4 separate regions of the Mus musculus genome follow, and all the other regions are linked to region 2. A link is a contact called in public HiChIP or PLAC-seq and promoter capture Hi-C data. All regions are on one chromosome and are shown on one strand. The core of a region is the stretch at or near the end of the contact, and the rest is flanking DNA. Distances in the headings are between cores, read along the strand shown.

Region 1 (3,068 bases), core at 457-2,956, 410 kb before region 2:
GAAAAGGGTGGGGGGTGACAGAAGAAAGCTGACTCCAGAGGCTATCACTGAAGGAGAAGGCAAGGTCCCAGTTAGCAACAACTTACAAGCCATGCTTGACACTGGACAATTACAGAACCACTAAAGCAATTTTGTTTGGTGGTGTTTGTCTGTCTTTGGCTGACATCAAACTCAAGACAGTCCTCCTGTTGGCATCAGGACCTCTGAAACCTGTGACATCACATAGGTGGGACCTGCAGACCCATTACCAAGGCAACAGCCACCATATCCCCAGAATCCACTTAGCTCACCTCCTACCTTTACTTGTGTTACATCATTACCCATATATATAAAGAAAGCCATACCCCATCTCTCTCTCTCTCTCTCTCTCTCTCTCTCTCTCTCTCTCTCTCTCTCTCTCTCTCTCTTCCCCCCTTCTCTTTTCTGCTGCCACCTTGCCCCTCTTACACGTGGAACTGTTTTGGCCTGGTGTGCTATGTTCCAACTCGAGCCACTATTCTAACATATCACCTCCTGCCTTGGTCTCACAAGTGAACTAGGCATGCTGAGCCACACCCATCTCTTCAAGTCTGTTAACATTATAGTCAACTGTGGGATGAATTCACCTTTCATAGAGGTGGACCATTAGGAGGGGACAGGACAAAGTGAACGGAAGGTTACTTAATAAGCAGAATGACAGAAGGGGCAGGACTGGAGGCAGGCAACCTTGGGTCCTACTGTTAACACCTCAGGAGGGAATCATCAAGGAATAAAGAACGAGTAGAGTCAGAGTTGGAGACATTCTGGATATTCAAGACATTTTATTCACTAAAAAGCATACTGAGTCAGGTATGCTAGTGAACACCTTTAACCTCAGCTCAGGGAGGGTGGTTGAGTTTAAGGAGAATCGGGCCTATTTACCAAGTTCCAGTCCTGCCAGGGACATACCCTGAGACCCAATCACCAAACATAAGTAAGAAAGCCTAAAAACAAAAGTATACTGAGCGCGTAAAGGTACAAAGACAGAGGGAACTTTACCTTTGGCTGGCTCCTGAGATGAGATGGAAGGAAACAAAATTACAGGACAACCTAGCTCTTCTAATGTAAAATCTGGCCAGAAACCAGATCAGGGAGGTCAAGAAACCTTCTGGGCTGGCTGTGGGGCAGCGTGCCTTTATCAGACTGTGGAGGCACACGTTTGTGGGTTCCAGGTCAGCCAGGGGCACACTGTGAGACCCTATCTCAAAACACAAAATTTTCAGGAACATCTCTGAATCTTTCTGTTTACTTTGTTTTGAAGACACAAGCTCCACTGTGTAGCTCTAGCCATCCTCGAATTCATTTGTAGATCAAGCTGGCCTTGAACTCACAGATCCACCTGCCTCTCTGCTTCCTGAGTGCAGGGATCAATGGGGTGTGCCACTATCACCAGCTTAAGAATCTTAAAACTAAAAAAAAAAAAAAAAAAAGGAAAGAAAGAAAGAAAGAAAAGAAAAAGAAGAAAAAAGAAATTACAAACCCTAAAGGAATTGGAATCACTAAGACACCCTAACAGGCCAAATATCAATAATGAAACTAGTTAGACAACTGACACATTTCCTTAGAGATGATGAGAGAGCAAAGCAGGAGAGGTTTACAATTGCTCTCAAGGCAGGAATGACTCACAGTGCCCTTGAGAAGCCATGCCTGGGAGGCTTCTATGGAAGGAGAAAACACCACTTCAAAGTGGTCGCCACAGACAGGAACATAAAGCTATATACCACTAGGTATTCTATTTCACAAGTGTTTTGCCAACCTGTATTCAAACTGAAAGCTCGTGATCAGAAAATAAAGATCAAAGTTCCTTCACCAAAAGAGCAACCCCCGGGTTCAGATGTTTTCACAGCACACATATTGAGCAATGACTAGCGTTAGGTAAAATGGCAAAGGCAGAGGGCACAGTGAGGTAGGTAGGGGTGGGGAGGTGCTTCCCTCGCATGTGGGAGGCACCGGATGGGATCCCTGGCACCAAGGCAGAAACGTTCTTGTTAATTATGATTGTCATACCTCAGGAGAGTCGTTAGTAAAATTAAAAGTATGGTACTTAACACTGTTTTTATCTGAAAATAGGCAGAAATGTGAGGAATATTTTCATTATAATAATGAAAATGGGAAGGTTTAAATTAGGCATTAAACAGTGCCTGATGCATAACTTAATTAATAGTTTTTACACCATTAAATATATGCAGGCCAGGGAGAAGGCTCGGGGGATAATGCACATGGTGCTGAAACTTGAGGACATGAGTAGATGTACACAACCCGCCCAAGGGTCAAGTGCATGCGGTGACCCATCTGCAACCCAACATGCACCACGCCCTGATTTATAAAGTTCTGAGAACCAGGCGTAGGGCCTCAAACACACTACACAAGTACTCTACCCACTGAGGCAAATCCCCAACCCATTTGTTTGCTCTGCAACTGACTCAGAAAGAACATGTGATACAGAGGACAATCACATTAGAAAGTTTGTCTGAGTAGTTTTTTAAAAGAAACACTCTCTTATTGTCACTAAATTCTCAACTATAATTACCTCTAGAGCTGCACTAGCCATTCGTCACCATGAAGGGTCCCAGCCTATAACAGAACACCAGGGATGAGAAACTCCAAACCATCCACACCGAAGACTGTGAGGCACTTGCAAGCAAAAGCTTCGTAAGAGTACTATATAACTCAAGACTTTTTAAACCTGAAAGATATGTTTTCACAGTATATTTTCATGATGGTTCCCCTCCCCCAATCTCTCCCAGATCCTCCTCCCCACCTCGACCTCCCAACACAAAAACAGAAAAATAAAAAGCAAAAGAATAATAGGACAAAAAAAAAAAAAGTACCAAAATAAAACAAAAGTCTACAAAAATACTACAGAGTTTATTTTGTGTTGGCTAAACACTCCTGGGCATAGGGCCTGCTGTGTAATGCAGTTGACACACCCAGTGACACTCCATAGGAGAGCTGCTTTCCCCTTTGTATCAAGTGTAAACAGCTTCTTGGTTATGGGTGAGAGCCTCTGTCCACACCCCTCATTGCCAGGACCCCATCTGTGTAGGCCT
Region 2 (3,077 bases), core at 122-2,621:
AGCATCCAGAATACGATTCATTCAAAAGAGCAAAATTAAGTATTTTGCCTCATTTTACCCTTCAAAAACTCGTAGCAATGCAAATGCAAACCGCAAACCTCCCAAACGTGCCTCTCTGTATAGCTTTTGGAAATGAGAGTTCATTGAAAATATTTCTCCATTTTCAGATGAGATGAGATTTGTTGGGAAATCTCTGTAACAACTTGGTCATCTTGTGGGGAGATAAACTCTCGGACTGTCCCAGAGACTCCTGGATTGATCTCATCTTCCTGGCTTCCTGAAAACACAACAGAAAACAGAAAACAAAAAACAAAGTCACAGTTCTTTAGCTTATTCTGACCTAGACCCATAATTTTTATAATATTCCAAACCCCAAGAGACCCTGCCTCAAGGAATAAAGTGGAAGAGGAATGGAGGAAAATTCCAGACGTTTACCTCAGGCCACCACACAGCACTGGTGCCCACAGATGTGTCCCTGCATTTTCAAGCACGCAAGCACTTACACACATACACACACACACACACACACACACACCCCAAACAAACAAACAAAAAACCCAAAGGAACAAAAAGGGGATTTAAAGGGATTGGGGATGTACAAATGATTGTTATCATCTCAAACTACTATTCTGGCTAGCAAATTAGTGAAGATCAACCTATGACAAAACTTAGCTTTTTCTCACTTTGGTGAGGGTGAGCCAGTCACAGATGAATGGGAGACTCTGTACATAATTTAACACAGGGCGGTGTGAACCATTTCTTTGCGTTTGGTTTTTTTTTTTTGGTTTTTCGAGACAGGGTTTCTCTGTGTAGCCCTGGCTGTCCTGGCACTCACTTTGTAGACCAGGCTGGCCTCGAACTCAGAAATCCACCTGCCTCTGCCTCCCAAGTGCTGGGATTAAAGGCGTGCGCCACCACGCCCGGCTTGAACCATTTCTTTGTATTCCCCTTTCTTTTCCCAAGAAGGCACGCTAGGAGCCAGACATCACCTGAGCCCTGGAAGAACAATCGAAGAAGTCCTGGATCTCTTTCCTGCACGCCTCGTCGCGGAATTCATTCTGCTTCCAGCAAGCCATCATCATCGACATCTCCGTGATACAGGTTGCCTCTGGAGGGGAAGAACTGGGAGACCTTCAGCCACAGGGCGACCTAACACCTCTCCCCCGAGATTACCTAGCCGCCCCCGCTCCAAGTGCTCACCTCCCTTTTCTCTACGTCGGTTCCCGACGCGGTTAGCTAAGATAAGAGGCTTGTTGGGTTTCAGTATAGGTTTTCCCGGGTTCGCAAACCGCGCCAGGCGGCCGCGTAGACTGGGCGTCGCCATTTTGCACAGCGTTCCCAGTAGGCTCCGCGGCGCCGTGCGTGACCCCTCTTGACCTCTACGCGCTTGGCGTGCGGACAACGGGCAGCTGTGCGCGCACTTTCCGGGTCTTGGCCTCACGGTGACACTGGATTCGAACCCCGTCGGGCCGGCAGCCGACAGCAGGTTAGGATGCTATAGGTTGTGCGCGCCCTTTGCGTGCTCGGGACCCGGCAGGATTCAGGGGCCCCGTGTCCGCGGCTGCCACTTATTTGTGAGTCGGTGTCTGCGTGTGGGCACCACGTGAGTGCCGCGTCCGTGGCGGCCAGGGGAAGGCGTTGGATCCCGTGGGGCTGGAGTTAAGGATTTTGGATTGCAAAGGACTTTTGTTTTAACAAGTCTGTGAGAATGATGATTCCTTTTGCCAGGCGGTGGTGACGCTCGCCTTTAAATCCCGGCACTGGGGAGGTGGGGAGGCGGGGAGGCGGGGAGGCAGGCGGATCTGAGTTTGAGGCCAGCCTGGTCTCCAGGACTGCCAGGGCTACACAGAGAAACTCTGTAGCAGAAAAACCAAAATAATAAAATGGTTGCTTTTTACAACTCTTACATGGACTGCTAGGTAGATACTGTTTACTCGTTTGGAATGATCGCACAGTAGGGTGAACGTTGTAACATTTACGTGTGACATACACAACATTTAATATTAGAGCAACTATATCACTTCTTTTTATAGACCTCCAGTTGTGATTTGTTGGACTTGAGTGTTTGACTTAACTGTTTACAAAACCGAATCAAAAGATGTGCTATATATAGATTCTTTGGTATTTGCAAATGAATTCAAGACATTTCTGCTAATGGAAGCGGAATCCAGCAGTCCTGTAGTTTATATGATGTCTACTTTAGAGCAAGGTATATTTGCTGACATTTTTTACCTCAGATGTTTGGAATTCTCCCTTGATAGCCTACGTGGATGCCTTTCTTCCGGAGTCACATAGCTAATTCAGGAGGGAAATTCCAGGAATGGGCCTGACCAAAAAGTCCATCTTTTGGTCAGTATTTAGTATCTAATAAAGCTTGCTTTAAATTTAGCCCAAAATGGTGGACTTCGTTTTTCTGGCGAATCCCAAGATTAACACTGGGTTCACATCAGAGGGGTTTTCCCTCTCTTACCACACCCTACCGGCAGCCATCAAGGCACCTTTTTTATTGTCACACACATTTATATTGTTTGTGACCTTATGTACCCCAACATCTACTTTGAAATCTTAGCTAGCTCAGGGTCTGGAGAGGTAGCTCCGTGCTTAAAGAGTGTTTTTAGCTCTTCCAGAGGACTGTTTGGTTTCCAGCATCCACGTTGCAGGGCTCATAATTACTTCTACCAACACCTCGAACGCACACATGGGTAAATTTCTTTTCTTTCCCAAACTTTAATTTGCATTTGCTAACAAATCTTTTTTATCCACTTTACAAAACTATGGAACACTTCACGAATTTGCGTGTCATCCTTGTGCAAGGGCCATGCTAATCTTCTCTGTATCGTCCCCGTTTTAGTATATAGGCTGCCAAAGCGAGCACGGAAAAATATTTTTAAATATCTCTTAAATGTTTAAAATGAGACGAGCCTTTGTGTATCTTGTTCATGCTAAAAATAGCTATGCCAGGCGTGGCATATGCCTACAATCCAAGCACTTGGGAAATTGAGGCAGGAGACAGATTAAAGAGTTTGAAACCAGCCTAAGTTACATATAATGAGTACTTGGCAAGCCAGGGCCATATA
Region 3 (3,015 bases), core at 81-2,580, 270 kb before region 2:
GTTAATGCTTTTTAAAATCATAACCAAATACAATTTATCCACCAAAAAAAAATGCAAGCATGGTTCATTATCAGAAAATGTACATTCATGTAGTGGACTACTGGTTACCATAATACAATAAAGGAAAAAACTGTGTGATTGTCTCAATGGATACTGAAAAAAAACATTAAACAAATACAAGCTATTTGTGTGTGTGTGTGTGTGTGTGTGTGTGTGTGTGTGTGTGTATAATTCAGCTGAAGATAACTGTCTAAAACCTTAAGACCCTGGGTCTGATCTCCAGCACAACAAGTAAGTCTTACCATGAGCAGAAATATAAATAAATATAAATATAAATAAAATCTTACCATGAGCAGAAATATAGACTGGAGGAAAGAAACGACTATCATAATGTTTTTAAAGTAGCTGAGTTTATTTAAGAAAGTAATTTTAAAAAAAAAGAGAGAGAGAGTCTGTGGCAGGAGTGGACCATCAGCAAACCTCCTCCCCTCTAGATAGTTTTACCTCTATTATCATTCATGGATGCCTTGAAGAAACTAGCCTACTATCAGCCAGCATTCTCACAAAGGAGAGGGAGAGTGTGACTTAGCACAGGCCTTGCAGTCAGACAGTCTTGGGTTAGGATCTTCTGCCATCCCTGGGCTCAGTTACTTTCAACAAGTTACTGAGCTTCTGAGCCTCTGCTGCCTCGTGAACAAAATGAAGTGGATTAAATAACAAGCAGTCCACACATGGAATTTAAGAAATAGAGCTGTTTCATGGGTTCCTTGGCTCTACTCTGGGAAGAACAATAAAAATCTGAAACAATTTAAGGAAAAGCAACATATAATCTTTACACTTTAATAATGCATTTATTCATTTGAGATTTGAACTATATTGGAAAAGTCAGGGTAATAAAGGAATAGTGTTTCTATCTGCCTTTCGTCCTGTTTAACTTATTCGTATGTGTGTGCATGTGTGTGTGCGAGAGTGAGTAAGCGCATGTGTAAGTGTATGTTTGTATGGGGGGATGAGAGAGAGAGAGAGAGAGAGTGTGTGTGTGTGTGTGTGTGTGTGTGTGTGTGTGTGTGTATTCATGTGCACATAGTAAAGTCTTAACTCATTGAGTGTCTTCCTCAATCAAATTCAACTAGACTGGCTACCCAGTGGGTAAACCACCAGGACTCTCCAGACTCCACCCTACCCCCTGGCCCCCAATGTTGGGGTTACAGGTACATATCACTGGGTATAGTGATATACCCAACCTTTTCTGCAGGTGCTAGGGATCCAAACTCACACCCTCATGCTTACACAGCAGGTACTTTCTGCAGTGAGTCATCTTCCCAGGCCTGTTTGTCCAGGAAAAACCTGTGGCAGTCAACAGTCTCTATATACCTATGGGATGAGTCACTTAGTCAATAGTATGTGTGATCCCTGAATCTGTAAAAGCTTAGTACTTTCATTCTTTACAGTTGGCACATTTTAAGACAAAGGAGCCAAGGGGATGGCTTAGTGTAGTACAGGACTTGCTGTGCAAGTCTGGCAGCCTGAGTTAATATCCTTGGAACCCACAAGAGCTAGATGAGGTGCAGCTTACATCTATCAGAAGAATCACCAAAGCTCACAAGAACAGCAACAGGACAGAAACAAAAGGTAACCCAGCCTCAATAGCAGAGAAAACCAAGTCCTGGAAGTTATCCTCCGACCTCACAGCCACATTAGGGCAAGCACATGCCTGCACCCTCACATAGACCATAAACCACATACATAGAAACATAACAAATAAACAAGAATTATTAAGACAGTGAAATATATCACAGATTACATCTGTACTTTTCTCCTTTTTGAAACACTTAGGAAAAGAATAAACTGTTATCTTCTAAAAATAGTACACAACTTTAATCCCTCATCTCAGGAGCCAGAGACAGGTGAATTTAAATTTAAAGAAGTCAGCTTGGTCTACATAGTGAAACTGTCTCTCAAAGCAAAACAAGTCATTACTGTCCGAGAGTCACACTTCTTTCTGGAGAACCTGACTATAAAATGAACATACCTTCAGAAACCATGAAATCTGCAATAAGAAAGTAACAGGGTGATCTTGGGTGAGTTGGTTTGTCAAGGATTGGTCTTTTTATCTATATAATGAGTTTATTACTGATGGTGTACACCTGCAATCTTGGGATCAGGATTTTAGGCCAGCTTTGGCTATATATGCAGCTCAAAGTTAACTTAGGCCGCATGAGACTCTGCCTCAAATGTGAGAGCTTATTTTAAATGAGCAGAATCTTTACATTGGCATTCTCAGAATTACATGGTGTCTTAGTCAGGGTTTTATTGCTGCGACAAAAACCATGACCAGTAGTAAGTTTTGGAGGAAAGGATTTATTTGGCTCACAAGTCCACATTGTTTCTCATTACTGAAGGAAATCAGGACAGGAACAGGCAAGAGTTGATGAAGAAGACATGGAGGGGTGCCTCCTTTTTGGCTTGCTCTCATGACTTGCTCAGCCTGCTTTCTTATAGAACCCAGTATCACCAGACCAGGGAGGTACTACCCACAATAGACTAGAACCTCCCCCATCAATTACTAACTAAGAAAATGCCTTACAGCCAGATCTTATGGAGGCACTTTCTCAGTTAATGTCCCTCCTTTTAGGTAACTAGTTTTTGTGTCAAGTTGACATAAGACTAGCCAGCAAACATGGTAATATTATGTATATACATGCTAGTAATGTATATGTGATCTCCCTGGGCCCTCTGAGCTCTTTTCAACCTTGTGATTACTCTGTAGACAATGGAACACAAGTGACACAAGCCTAATGTTTTATTTGCTCATTTCTAATTGAAGGGTACATAAAGTAAACAAGATTTAATCCATCAACCTATTTAGACCTTGTCTGCAAATTAATAAACTGAGTCTGCTTATTACTGAGAAGATTCAAGTTATTTTTAATTAGATATTTTCTTTATACACATTTCAAATGCTATCCTGAAAGTTCCCTATACCCTCCCCCCCGCCCTGCTCCCCTACCCACC
Region 4 (2,998 bases), core at 203-2,702, 380 kb before region 2:
GGAGAAGGGAAGGAGCTAGATAAAGAAAGGATTTGTCTCCAGGAAAGATTTCACACAGCTCCACCAGCTTGTCAGACCACCTTCCAGGGTGAGAGCGGAAGAGCAGACACCTTGATTGTTACCACAGATGTGTACATTCCTGGCCGGCTATTTAAACTTTAATCTCTCTCCAGGATCCTGAAGACAGATTGAGGGCAGGGGCCCGAATCTCTGCCCCTCTTTCCAAGTAGCCACACTGAATAAATCTCCTCTTTCCTGCCTTCCATTTTAAGTCTGGCTATTTTTACAGGTTTTGAGACTGGGTGGCCAGACCAGTCAGTCCCCTTCCAGACTGTCTTTGACAACAGACTCTTCTGGGGAATAAATAGCAGAGTTTGTGGTTTTATGTATCAAACTGTTTCATCCAAATGTAGAAGAACATATGGAAGCTCATCTCACTAGATGCGATGGTGGAAGATGGTCAGGAAACCCTCCCACAGAAGGGCGGGCTCAATCACCTAGATGGCCTGAGTAATTCTAAAACACCTGGTGTATGAGGAAGGTAAAAGTTGGTCCCAAGAAGTTGGAATCTGAACATACATATTTCTTTAACATTTCGTTTTCTTCTTATTTACAGTGAGAGAGGGTGTGTGCACGGCCACATATGTTCAAGTGCCCTCCAAAGCCAGACAAGGGCTCCAGATCTCCCGGAGCTGGAGTCACAGAGCTTGGGTCAAGGAACTGCTCATCTGGGGATCAGTAAGGGCTCTTAACCTTTGCACCATCATCTCTCCAGCCCCGAAACATACATGTTTAGCGCAAAAAGAAATTACCAAAGGAGTAGAAGGTTGAAGATGCTAGACAGAAGAAAAGTGACGTGTGTCTAAAGCATTGCACTATTTCCTCACGAATGAATGGGGCCATTCGAGCAATTTCCTGACAGGGTCTGGCCTGACTGACAAAGCAACTACATAAGTGACCGTTTGTCTCAGTATCTTTTTTATACCTAACACTGAAATATTGACATGTTTGCCACATTTGTCTGCTTGAGACAGGGTCTTGTTGTGTAGTCTAGGCTGCTCTGTGATTCATGTCCAGGCATGGGCCACCCCACCCAGCTTATAAATGAATAATAATTTTCAGACTGCAAAACTGACTCATCCTTTTACAATTATAAGAGCTCCAAAGGAGAAGAAAATACATAACCAGCTATGGGAGAGTGGCTGAATGCAGGTAGGGCAGCTAGCTTCCTAGTGGTTTTACTTAAGGTCTTAGTAGATTTGTATCAACCTGACACTAGTTAGAATTATCTAGGAAGAAGAAACTCAATTGAGAAAACACCTGCAGGCAATTTGGTAGGCCATTTTCTTGATTAATGATTGATGTGAAAGGCCAGGGGGGTTGGAGTGCACCCTGAGCAAGCAGGCAGATCTAGGTTGTATATGAAAGCAAACTAAACAAGGCAGGAGGAGAGGGCCACTAAGCAGCATCGCTTCAGAGCCATGCTTGGGTTCCCCAGCGGCCTGCCCTGCCTGTGTTCTTGTGCTGCCTTCCTTTGACAATGGACTGGGATCTGGGCTGTACACAGAAATAAACCCTATCCTCTCCGAGTTGCTTTTACAGTTTTATCACAGGAATAGAGATCCCTCTCTGCCTCTCCCCAGTTTCATAGTGATTCTGAGAAGAAACAACCCTCACAGACTGAAGCCAGATGCCAGGCAGCCCCTGAGAGGTGAGAAATGTGCTGGTACACTATCAAAGCTCTATTTCGGAGAACTGCAATCATTTCAGCTAACTGACAGGTCCTTCAGAAGCTCAAGCCTTCCCGTGTTTGAGCTGATCCTGAGCTTGCCCTGTGCTCAGAGTTTCCCAAAGAGCATCTCAAATACAACCAGCTGCAACTGTTTAACATTCCAGCTGCTTGAAGCAGTTGGAACAAACAAGTTAACCAAAAACATAAAAGGGAAAGTGTAAGGAAAAAACATCCACAGAGGGAACCTCCAGAATGTTCCTAAAATTGCAGTGGCCAAGCTTAAGGAAGACAAGGGAAGGCCCGAAGCACCCATATCTGCCTGGGCAGAAGACCGCACAAGCACAAACGACAGCTTTACTGCTGTAAGCTCTGGCTGCGTGTTTAGGATGTGCCTCGACAGGCACAGTATCTCTAAGCAGACTGGGAAACAGTAGCAAGTATAACAGGAATGTGAAAAACTGGATCCTCAGACATTGTTGGAAATGTAAAATGATGCAGCCACATTGGTAAACAGGGATGAAGTTTCTAAAGAAGGAAGAAGAGACAGAGAAGGAAGGAGACAGAAAAATGGGGGCTTTTACCTCAAAGGAACAAAAAACATGGTTTGTTCTGAAGCCAAATGTGAGTGATTATACCCAGAAATAGTTTACCAAATGCCATGTTCCAATAATGTAACAGTTTAATAAAGTTTTATAGTAACACAAGAAAATCATAAATCAAGACCCTTTCTGAATACATTGGTAGAAATATTAGAAAAGCTGGGAAATCAAACTATGGACTTCAGATGTTATCTGCAGGGGTCTGTCTGTACATTCCAAAAGATTTACCTAACGGTCACAAAGATATTAGGTCACACGGAGAGGAAGGTAATAAATGGTTATTAAGTGTGTTAAAGATAGCCCAAGATAATTTGGCTTGGCAACATTCCATCATTTCCACATCATTAAAGTTCTAATGAGTCAGTCAGCCTTTGTTGTCAGCTTCTATCCAGGAATTTTTGTTCACAAAATAACATAAAATTATCCTATGAAGCTGCATCCTTCCCTAAGAGAAACAAACATATGGCAACACAAAACTTACACATGGGTGCTCACAGTACTACTATTCACAACAGCCAGACTGAAAATAACCCATAGAGCTGGCTTAACAAAATAACCTACACATCAAAACGTATTCAACCATGAGAAGAAATGAGATACTGATAAGCTGATATGACATGGATGAACTTTAAAAACATTTTACTCGGGGGCTGGAGAGATGGCTCAG

The links. Promoter capture Hi-C pulls out the DNA fragments that hold promoters and counts their contacts. HiChIP or PLAC-seq counts read pairs in DNA pulled down with a chosen protein or histone mark.
Region 1: a promoter capture Hi-C map of the 3T3-L1 cell line shows a contact between it and region 2, with 9 times the contacts expected there. The contact joins the enhancer-like site here to the promoter of Chchd1 in region 2. A contact is called at or near these places in 9 of 39 promoter capture datasets (the 3T3-L1 cell line, 3T3-L1-derived adipocytes, the C10 cell line and 4 more), 1 of 115 datasets of contacts at active chromatin or transcription factors (pancreatic cancer cells) and 1 of 9 other capture datasets (liver).
Region 3: a FOXA1 HiChIP or PLAC-seq map of pancreatic cancer cells shows a contact between it and region 2. The contact joins the enhancer-like site here to the promoter of Chchd1 in region 2. A contact is called at or near these places in 9 of 39 promoter capture datasets (the C10 cell line, the HPC-7 cell line, cranial neural crest and 5 more), 1 of 484 Hi-C or Micro-C datasets (nephron progenitors), 7 of 115 datasets of contacts at active chromatin or transcription factors (the 230-238 cell line, the SCID.adh cell line, bone marrow-derived macrophages and 3 more) and 3 of 9 other capture datasets (adipose tissue, liver and macrophages).
Region 4: a contact with region 2 is called in a FOXA1 HiChIP or PLAC-seq map of pancreatic cancer cells. The contact joins the enhancer-like site here to the promoter of Chchd1 in region 2. A contact is called at or near these places in 6 of 39 promoter capture datasets (the C10 cell line, the HPC-7 cell line, cranial neural crest and 2 more), 1 of 484 Hi-C or Micro-C datasets (adipose-derived mesenchymal stem cells), 8 of 115 datasets of contacts at active chromatin or transcription factors (the NIH/3T3 cell line, the SCID.adh cell line, bone marrow-derived macrophages and 5 more) and 3 of 9 other capture datasets (adipose tissue, liver and pancreatic islet).

What each region holds. Positions count from the first base shown.
Region 1 is chr14:21,111,654-21,114,721 of GRCm38.p6, reverse strand. All of the region lies in intron 3 of Adk (adenosine kinase), which reads right to left. Among named protein-coding and RNA genes, the nearest start is that of Adk, 61 kb to the right of the region's middle. Within about 2 kb of position 1,706, at least 51 of the 459 cell types and tissues checked have an H3K27ac peak or open chromatin away from gene starts, as enhancers often do. A contact at or near this core is called in liver, where this site is marked.
Region 2 is chr14:20,701,321-20,704,397 of GRCm38.p6, reverse strand. It overlaps Chchd1 (coiled-coil-helix-coiled-coil-helix domain containing 1), which reads right to left and starts at 1,371. Exons shown (of 3, transcript NM_025366.3): 1 at 1,201-1,371; 2 at 990-1,108; 3 at 1-277. The coding sequence starts at 1,324. The coding sequence ends at 164. It overlaps 6230400D17Rik (RIKEN cDNA 6230400D17 gene), which reads left to right and starts at 1,299. Exons shown (of 1, transcript NR_029446.1): 1 at 1,299-2,386. Gm25328 (a small nuclear RNA gene) reads right to left here and starts at 2,875; the gene lies at 2,769-2,875.
Region 3 is chr14:20,972,361-20,975,375 of GRCm38.p6, reverse strand. All of the region lies in intron 2 of Vcl (vinculin), which reads right to left. Among named protein-coding and RNA genes, the nearest start is that of Vcl, 44 kb to the right of the region's middle. Within about 2 kb of position 1,330, at least 58 of the 459 cell types and tissues checked have an H3K27ac peak or open chromatin away from gene starts, as enhancers often do. A contact at or near this core is called in pancreatic cancer cells, where this site is marked.
Region 4 is chr14:21,085,960-21,088,957 of GRCm38.p6, reverse strand. The region is part of intron 1 of Adk (adenosine kinase); the gene reads right to left. Among named protein-coding and RNA genes, the nearest start is that of Adk, 35 kb to the right of the region's middle. Within about 2 kb of position 1,452, at least 124 of the 459 cell types and tissues checked have an H3K27ac peak or open chromatin away from gene starts, as enhancers often do. A contact at or near this core is called in the NIH/3T3 cell line, adipose tissue, embryonic stem cells and 5 more, where this site is marked.